2 separate regions of the Sus scrofa genome follow, and region 2 is linked to region 1. A link is a contact called in public HiChIP or PLAC-seq data. All regions are on one chromosome and are shown on one strand. Each heading gives the region's core, a stretch centred on a gene start, on an enhancer-like site or on the middle of the called end of the contact. The rest is flanking DNA. Distances are from core to core; before and after follow the strand shown. Region 1 overlaps THSD4 (thrombospondin type-1 domain-containing protein 4). Region 2 overlaps THSD4 (thrombospondin type-1 domain-containing protein 4).

What was found. HiChIP or PLAC-seq counts read pairs in DNA pulled down with a chosen protein or histone mark.
Region 2: an H3K27ac HiChIP or PLAC-seq map of skeletal muscle shows a contact between it and region 1, with 2.8 times the contacts expected there. The contact joins two enhancer-like sites. A contact is called at or near these places in 1 of 47 Hi-C or Micro-C datasets (embryonic fibroblasts) and 1 of 2 datasets of contacts at active chromatin or transcription factors (skeletal muscle).

Annotation. Positions count from the first base shown.
Region 1 is chr1:168,858,555-168,862,167 of Sscrofa11.1, forward strand. All of the region lies in intron 4 of THSD4 (thrombospondin type-1 domain-containing protein 4), which reads left to right. Among named protein-coding and RNA genes, the nearest start is that of THSD4, 110 kb to the left of the region's middle. Within about 2 kb of position 1,982, at least 12 of the 83 cell types and tissues checked have an H3K27ac peak or open chromatin away from gene starts, as enhancers often do. A contact at or near this core is called in skeletal muscle, where this site is marked.
Region 2 is chr1:169,007,977-169,011,589 of Sscrofa11.1, forward strand. All of the region lies in intron 7 of THSD4 (thrombospondin type-1 domain-containing protein 4), which reads left to right. Among named protein-coding and RNA genes, the nearest start is that of NANOG, 54 kb to the right of the region's middle. Within about 2 kb of position 1,660, at least 12 of the 83 cell types and tissues checked have an H3K27ac peak or open chromatin away from gene starts, as enhancers often do. A contact at or near this core is called in skeletal muscle, where this site is marked.

The DNA of each region.
Region 1 (3,613 bases), core at 732-3,231:
TTAATGAATTCAGCAGTGCTTACACAAAAAGGGTTCTTCAGTTTGCTTCAACCTGCTGCGGGCCAGCCTCAGGGGCAGAGGACCCTGAGAATCCTCCTGGGGAGAGGGGTTAGGAGCTCATGTTTGCTTAGCACCTGCCTGGCCAGGCACTCTGCCCCACAGGTAATCTCATCTGGTTTCCCCTAAGCCCTTGGGTCCTGCAGGGCTGCTCCGGTTCAGATCACAACACACACCAGCAACAGGTTTGATTCCCAAGGGGGCCCCTCTCAGTTGCACTGGAGGAATGAATGCATTTACTGTTCTTTCATGCAAAGCCAGCGCTGGACCTCTCAGCCCACATTTGGCTGTCTGCCTCTGCAGTGACCCTTGCGTGTCAAGGTTGCAGGCTCTGTTTTTCTCACCCTGGGGACAGTGCAGCCGTCATGGTAACCACCATTTACAGAGCAATCCCAAGGACCAAGCCCTGCCCTAGGCCCTTTCCCTTCATTTAACCCTAACCACAGCCATTGATGAAGAAGGCACCTTTACCCCATTTTGCCACTGTAGATGGGAGATGTTGCCTAACTGATCATGCAGGTAATGAGTGACTGACATGGCCTGTTTGATTCCCAGGATCTTTCTACCATCCCCTGTTACCATCTCTGTCCCAGTGGACCTCTTAGCCTCCTCACCTTCCGGGATGCCCTGCCGAGCTTGAAATAGGGTAGGGCTGTCATCTTTGCTCTGAGCAGTCAAATATTAACTCAGCCTCAACTGGAAATGCCTCTTTGTCGGACCTCCATGATCTCATTTTTTTGCCTTTTGTGTGAATCCAAAAAAGATACCTCTTCCTCTGGCTCCATTCATCTTCCCACTGGGAAGTGGGAAGTGTAATCACTAGATTTCAACACCTAGGTGTCCTGGTGCAGTGAACAACCTGCTCAACTGTAAGTGGACCCCTGCAGCCACTGAACACTATGGCTTTCTGTTGATCTTAATCACCCCTCACTTGTCCTTGCTCCACCTCTCCAGGCCCACACCTAACAAGGCACCCAAAGATTCGTCCTAGAAGCTGGGTACCACTCAGATGCACCGTGGCACCTGTGGGCACTGGGATGATTTGTTCTTAGGGATGCTTGGCTGGTTTTCAGACATCATCCTCTAGGCAAGGAGAAGCAGCCCGAAGGCGGTTATCTAGATCAGAGTCTTTAAGTCATCTCCCTGTATCCTTGCCCCAGGACTGAGTCTGTTCTGCAGTCTGTTTTATATTTGGGGGTGTGCGTCCAGGAACAGTATTATAGTCCTCACCTTCTGGGAGGTCAGCATTTGGGTCAGTGAATTTCAGGTCTTCTTGAGGCTTGGCTTCCCAGTGCAAAGAGGGCCTTTTAAACTCAGAGTCACTCCAGAACTACCTTTCTGCTTCTCTTGCTAGACTGCTTGCCTCTTGGCTCCTGCTAGTACCCCTGTGTCCATTTATGCCAACACTTCTTCCCTTCTCTCTTGTTAAAACAGATTTGTCACTTCCCCTGTGTCCCTCCTCCCTCCCCCTTGCCCCTGCCCCACATATAAGCCTCTGAGATCCTTGTTCCCCAAAGGCTCAGAGCAAACCTGTCAGCTGATTCTCATGCTGGTCTTTAGATCCAGACCTTAAGTACTTTCCAGGGAGCAGATCTGGTCAAACTGGCTAATGCATGTGACAGTGTGTACCGCCCAGTAGGCAGTCAGGAAGGCTTTTGTTTTCATTATCTTAATTTTTATTTCCCTAAGTAGCCAGAGTTTTGCCTCTTATCTTCTGTAGACACCAGAGAATTTATTGCCTGGAACAGCCCTGGCAGGACTTTCAGTCTTCTGAACTTCTAAAAAGACATATGCACTCAACCTAAACCATTTGCTCACAGCCTCTTTGAACTTAGCACATGCTATCCTTTCTCCCTTTGGCAGGTGATCACAATGGAACGGGGCGTGTTTTAGGAACACAGAGCTCTCTTGCCAGTTTCAGGCTGGCTGCTCCTTTCCATCCAGCTTGCCTTGGATCACATGGCCTCATGTTTCTGCCCTTGAGCTGTTGCTCCCTCCCATTCTTCCTCCTGAATTTGAGCATTAAGGTCTCTCTAGGTGGCCAAAGGCTACTGATTTTTAATTTCACCAGCCCTCTTTGCTTCCCACGCTGCCTTGACTTTTTGCTTATTGGAACTCAGAGCCTCCATGTCTCTACTAATTGATCCACAGAGATAACCTTTACTGACCCATTGGTAAGAAATACTGAGCAATTAAGCCATGGTCTTTCACAGGTGTTATTTCAACAAACATTCAGAGAATGCCTCTGGGGCAGACCCGCTGCTAGTCTTAGGGATTATCCACACAGGAACAAGAAGCTGACAAGCCTTGCCCCAAAGAACTAGAGGACTTGTGGAGGAGCCAGGCTTTTTACTTAACAACCTTATTGAGAAAAAGTGTTAACGCTGTGTCAGAGGGGTGTGTGGACTGCCCCTCCAGAGCACTAACCATGTGTGGGCGGTGTAGGGGAAGCCTGTGGGGCGCTGATGTTTATTTTGGGCCTGGAAGGCTACCCCAGTTCAGAAGTCAGGAGGGTAGAATTCCAGGCAGGTCCTTGGAGGCACAAGAGCTCAGTATGTTTGGGAAATGGTGAGTGATCTATTATGCCTGGAAAGTGTAGGGTTGCCGGCAGGAGACGGGGAGAGGATGAAGACTGTAGCCGAATCTGGGGAGAGAGACGGAGACCAGAGGGTGAAGGACTTCACGAGGCATCACACAGAATGTGCCTTAGAGACATATAGGTTTGAACTTTATTTTCTAGGCAGAGATGAGGGTCTTTTGAGCTAGAGGGTGATGACCAAGGGCTTGGATTATGAAAACAAATCTGGTGGAGAGAGAAGTCAAAGGCCTGACCCTGACTTGGGGACCTCATGGGTGGGGATGCTGTAGACAACCTGGGAAAATGCACTGGGGTGTCAAAAATACTGCATTGGATGTCAGAGTGTCAGTGCCATTGCTTACCTAGGCTGTGTTCCCCAAGCACGTCCAGACTGCAAAGAAGCTGGGCATGAGGCTGGTGGTGGCCTTTCTTGATCTAAAGTTTTCTGGGAGTATATGGCTTTTCAGTTATTGACAGTGACATTTCAGAAGAATATTTTGTTCCCTGTTTTCTGTCCCCTCCATCTTTGGGGCTTCCCACCTATTTATAGTGAGTATTTTATGTCCAGTTGACATGTCTGCATACTTACACATTAAGGTTGCTGACTTGGATTCTCCTTGGTTGCTCCTTGGATTCTCCTTGTGATTCTCTCCTGTGTAGAGCTGACAAAACCTTGGGGACAGTTCTGATCGGAGGCTTCAACATTTGCTTCTTACCATCCTCCCCACATCTGTAAACAGCTACATTTTTAAAAAATTCAGTGGAAAACAGTTTAGTGTTTTTCTTTTATCTTGTTTTTTTGGCCGCACCCCTGGCATGTGGAAGTTCCTGGGCCAGGGATTGGACCCGAGCCTGCAGGTGTGACCTGCACCACAGCTGTGCATCCTTAACCTACCGTGCCACACAGGAACTTCATAGTGTTTTTCTTTTTGATATCACTTTCTTATATTGAAAACCTGTGCAGAAGGCAAAAAAAAA
Region 2 (3,613 bases), core at 410-2,909, 150 kb after region 1:
GAGTCATGAGCTAATTAATACATGGAAGGTCCTCCTCCCAGGTCTGGCACTAGTAAAGGACACTGGCTTTTCTTATATGATGTTTCTTTATGTCTACATACACCTGTTGTATTTGAATTTTCTATGCAAGAGTATTTGAGAGGTTTTTTGGCAGGTTACAAATTCGTGAGAGTCACATTATCTTTTGAGGCTGTGTTCTCACACTGCAGTGTGAATCATGGCAGACTCTGCATTGGTAGGTCTGGGAAAGTGTCTGAGTCATCTACGTCTCTAACAAGCTCCCCTGTGATGCTGATGCTGCTGGTCCACGGATCACACTTTGTGCCACAAAGTTTTAAAAGATGCTTTGATTAAAATACAGTCCACAAAGAACTAGAAATGTAAATATAGAGAGGTGAGATGGGTTGGAAGGAAGACGCAATATCATCTCTTTCCATTGGGGGAGCTTCTTTTCTTAGTGTTGCATTGTCTTTGAGGTGAGGAGATGAAAAAAAAAAAAAAAAAAAAAAACACACACACACATTTACAAGGACGAGGGTAAGGATTCTTAGCTAGTAATTGATGAAAACCAGTGGTGTACGACAGCACAGGTGGGAGATGATAATTGCTGAAAAACTGAGGCACATTCCCTAGGATGTGAGCAAATGAACAGGAATTTGTTGTTATAAGCACGACATTGATATTAACTTCATATTTGTTCTCTGTTCACTTGCCTGAAATTTGCTTATTGACACTGCTGGAACCACTGACTGTCCCATCCTCTTAGAACTTTAAATAATCAGAAATACATTTGCTTCCCAGACTGACATTCTGTCTCCTTTGCAACTTGCAAAGGGGAAAGTGCCCTTTTCTGAATATTTGATTGGAAGCCCAGAATTCAAATTGCTATCTCTCTCTGACTTGGGCCTGAGACAGCTGTTACTCTCTCACAGGGGTGTCTATATCTGCAATAGCTCCAGGAAGCCTCTGCTGGCCTCAGAGAGTTGAAAGCAAACCCAGGCCTGCAACAAAAGTTAATGAAAAGTGACAAGCGTTAAATAAGGATATGAGCTCAACCCACAGAAGAGTAGCTGGGGAAGAAGGGCGTCCTCCGGATGCGAAGCCACAGAAAAGCCCCCGGGTCCTCCCAGAGCAAGCTGGAGTGTTTTATCCCAGCGCCCGGCTGAGTGCTCCCCCCACTAGCCTGTTTACCCTGTTACTGGAGCTCCTATGGTGTCTTAGATCCAAGAATTGGAAGAGAGGCAGGAAGAATGCAGACGTCCTTGGGCTGGGGGCTGGAGAGCTTGGGGATTCCTCTCCAATCCTGCAGTCCTGGATGACACTTCCTTCTCGACAGGGAGTGAAGGATCCCAAATGTTGGCCTTAGGCAAAAGACTGCATATAGATAGCCAGGCTTTGAAGGGAAAGTGCTCTATCCCCGACTTTGCCTAAAGCGAAAGAGTGCATTTGAAGCCCTCTTTTTTTTTTTAATTGAAATATAGTTGATTTACAATGCTGTGTTAATTTCTGCTGTACAGCAAAGTGGCTCCCCATTGCCTAGGGAATAAAGTCCAGGCCCTTCATCATCTGTCTCCTGCCAGGCCTCCTGGGCCCCAGTGCTGGCAGGGCTGGCACATGTTGCTCCCTGACCTAGCAGACTCGCAGGGCTGTGCCTTCACAAGAATGTATGCACTGCCTGGCATCCTAGAGAACCCTTCTAATGTCCACTCTTGGGCCACCCAGTGGACTCTGCTCAAAAGCCATTGGCTGGTCCCCTGGAGCACTGCTTCTGTTCTTCTGTTCCCACTTCTTGTGACTCTTTGTTCCCATCACTCTGGCCTGCCACCTGTCCAGGCCAGGAGCAATTCCTGGCCCTTTGCTTGTGAGTAGGTGCTTCAAACCAATGTGTAAATGAATTGAGGGACTCTATCTGTTGGCTTTCAGCAAATGAAATGGGTCCTGAATGCAACACAGAGCTTCTTCCACTTTGGCTGAGATGGGCAGGGTAGTTGATGCTGAGAATACAAGGCCGTAAAGCCCTCTTGCCCAGATCCCAGGGACATAAGGCCTGGAAGGTCAAGGAGAGTGTGTGGCACCTCCCCAGCCTCCTGCGTCCCTCATCTTGCTTTTAATTTTGCTCACACTGAATTTCTTGAGTCCGGACAGAGCTAAAGATAGGAAGAAGCTAAGCGAGTAGCAGAGTGCTGTTTCCCGTGGTGCTTTCTGTTGAGGGGAAAGACCTCCTTCTGCCACCCACCTGCCCTCCTTATCTCTATCACCTTCCATGCGGCGCCCACACTCCACCCACGCTTGGTGGAGATTTCCCACCTCCTCTCCCAGCTGGCTCTCAGGCTTTGATCAGAACCAAACCACCCTGCTCGCTTCTCTGCCCTTTGCCCTAAGTTCCTTTTTTTTTTTTTTTTTTTTTCATTTGGTTATGGGCTTTATTTTGTGGGCTTTTGCTTAGAGTTCTGTGGTTCCTTGCTGAAACCAAGAGAATCGTTGCATTGGGTAAATCGTTCTCGCCTGTGCCAAACGTGTGCCTGATTCAAGCCTGAAAATAGGGTGGAGAGCTGTTACTTCGCCGGAATCCTGAGCTGTGTGACCCTCAGTGGACTCCCTCTTGTATCTCTTCCCCAAGCAAACTGGATTCTAAAAGCACTTTCTGCTTGTGCCTATTAAAATGCTTATCATATTATGTTACAGTTATTTTGACATATGTCTAAGCTGCTAAGGCAGAGAGTCAATCAGTGTTAGACATATTTATATCCACAGTGCTTAAGTTATTAAGATTATTCAATAAATGTTTTAAAAATGTGTAAATGAATGAACCGAAGAATAAGTTAGAAACTGGCTTTCCTAACCTCCTTTCCAAAAAATGATCAAGAATAGGATTAACTAAGCATTAAAATTTTAGGAGTTCCCATCGTGGCGCAGTGGAAACAAATCCAACTAGGAACCATGAGGTTGCAGGTTCGATCCCTGGCCTTGCTCAGTGGGTTAAGGATCCAGCATTGCTATGGGCTGTGGTGTAGGCCAGCAGCTGTAGCCCCCATTCAGCTGCTAGCCTGGGAACCTCCAATTGCCTCAGGAGCCGCCCAAAAATAAAAAAATTTAGAGCCCAGGTCCTGTTTGTGGTCAAGGCCTCCTGAAATCTTAAACAGAAACTTAGGTGTTCCCTTGTGGCTCAGTGGGTTAAGGATCTGGGTGGTGTTGACACTGCAGTGGCCCTGGTTATAGATGTAGCATGGGTTCAATCCCTGGCCTGGGAACTTCTGCATACCTCGACTGCAGCCAAAAAAACCCCAAAAACAAACAAGAAAACAAAACAAAACAAAACAGAGAGAGAGAGATAGAATTAAACAGAAACCTAAAGTGAACTTGAGGAAATTTGACTGACTATATGCACTTCTTTTCCATTATCTATGGTTTTTCTCATTTTCAAACATTGAGATTACACACCTAACATAAACTGTTTGGAATTCTTAATTACTACATACCTATTAATTATTAACAACCCAAGCAATGTACATAATTAGCTCAACAAATAATTTTAACACAGGGCTAGGTATTGGAGATAGAACAGTGGGAAAGATGAGCATGGCTCTGACCCACCTTGGGCTTAAAATCTGGT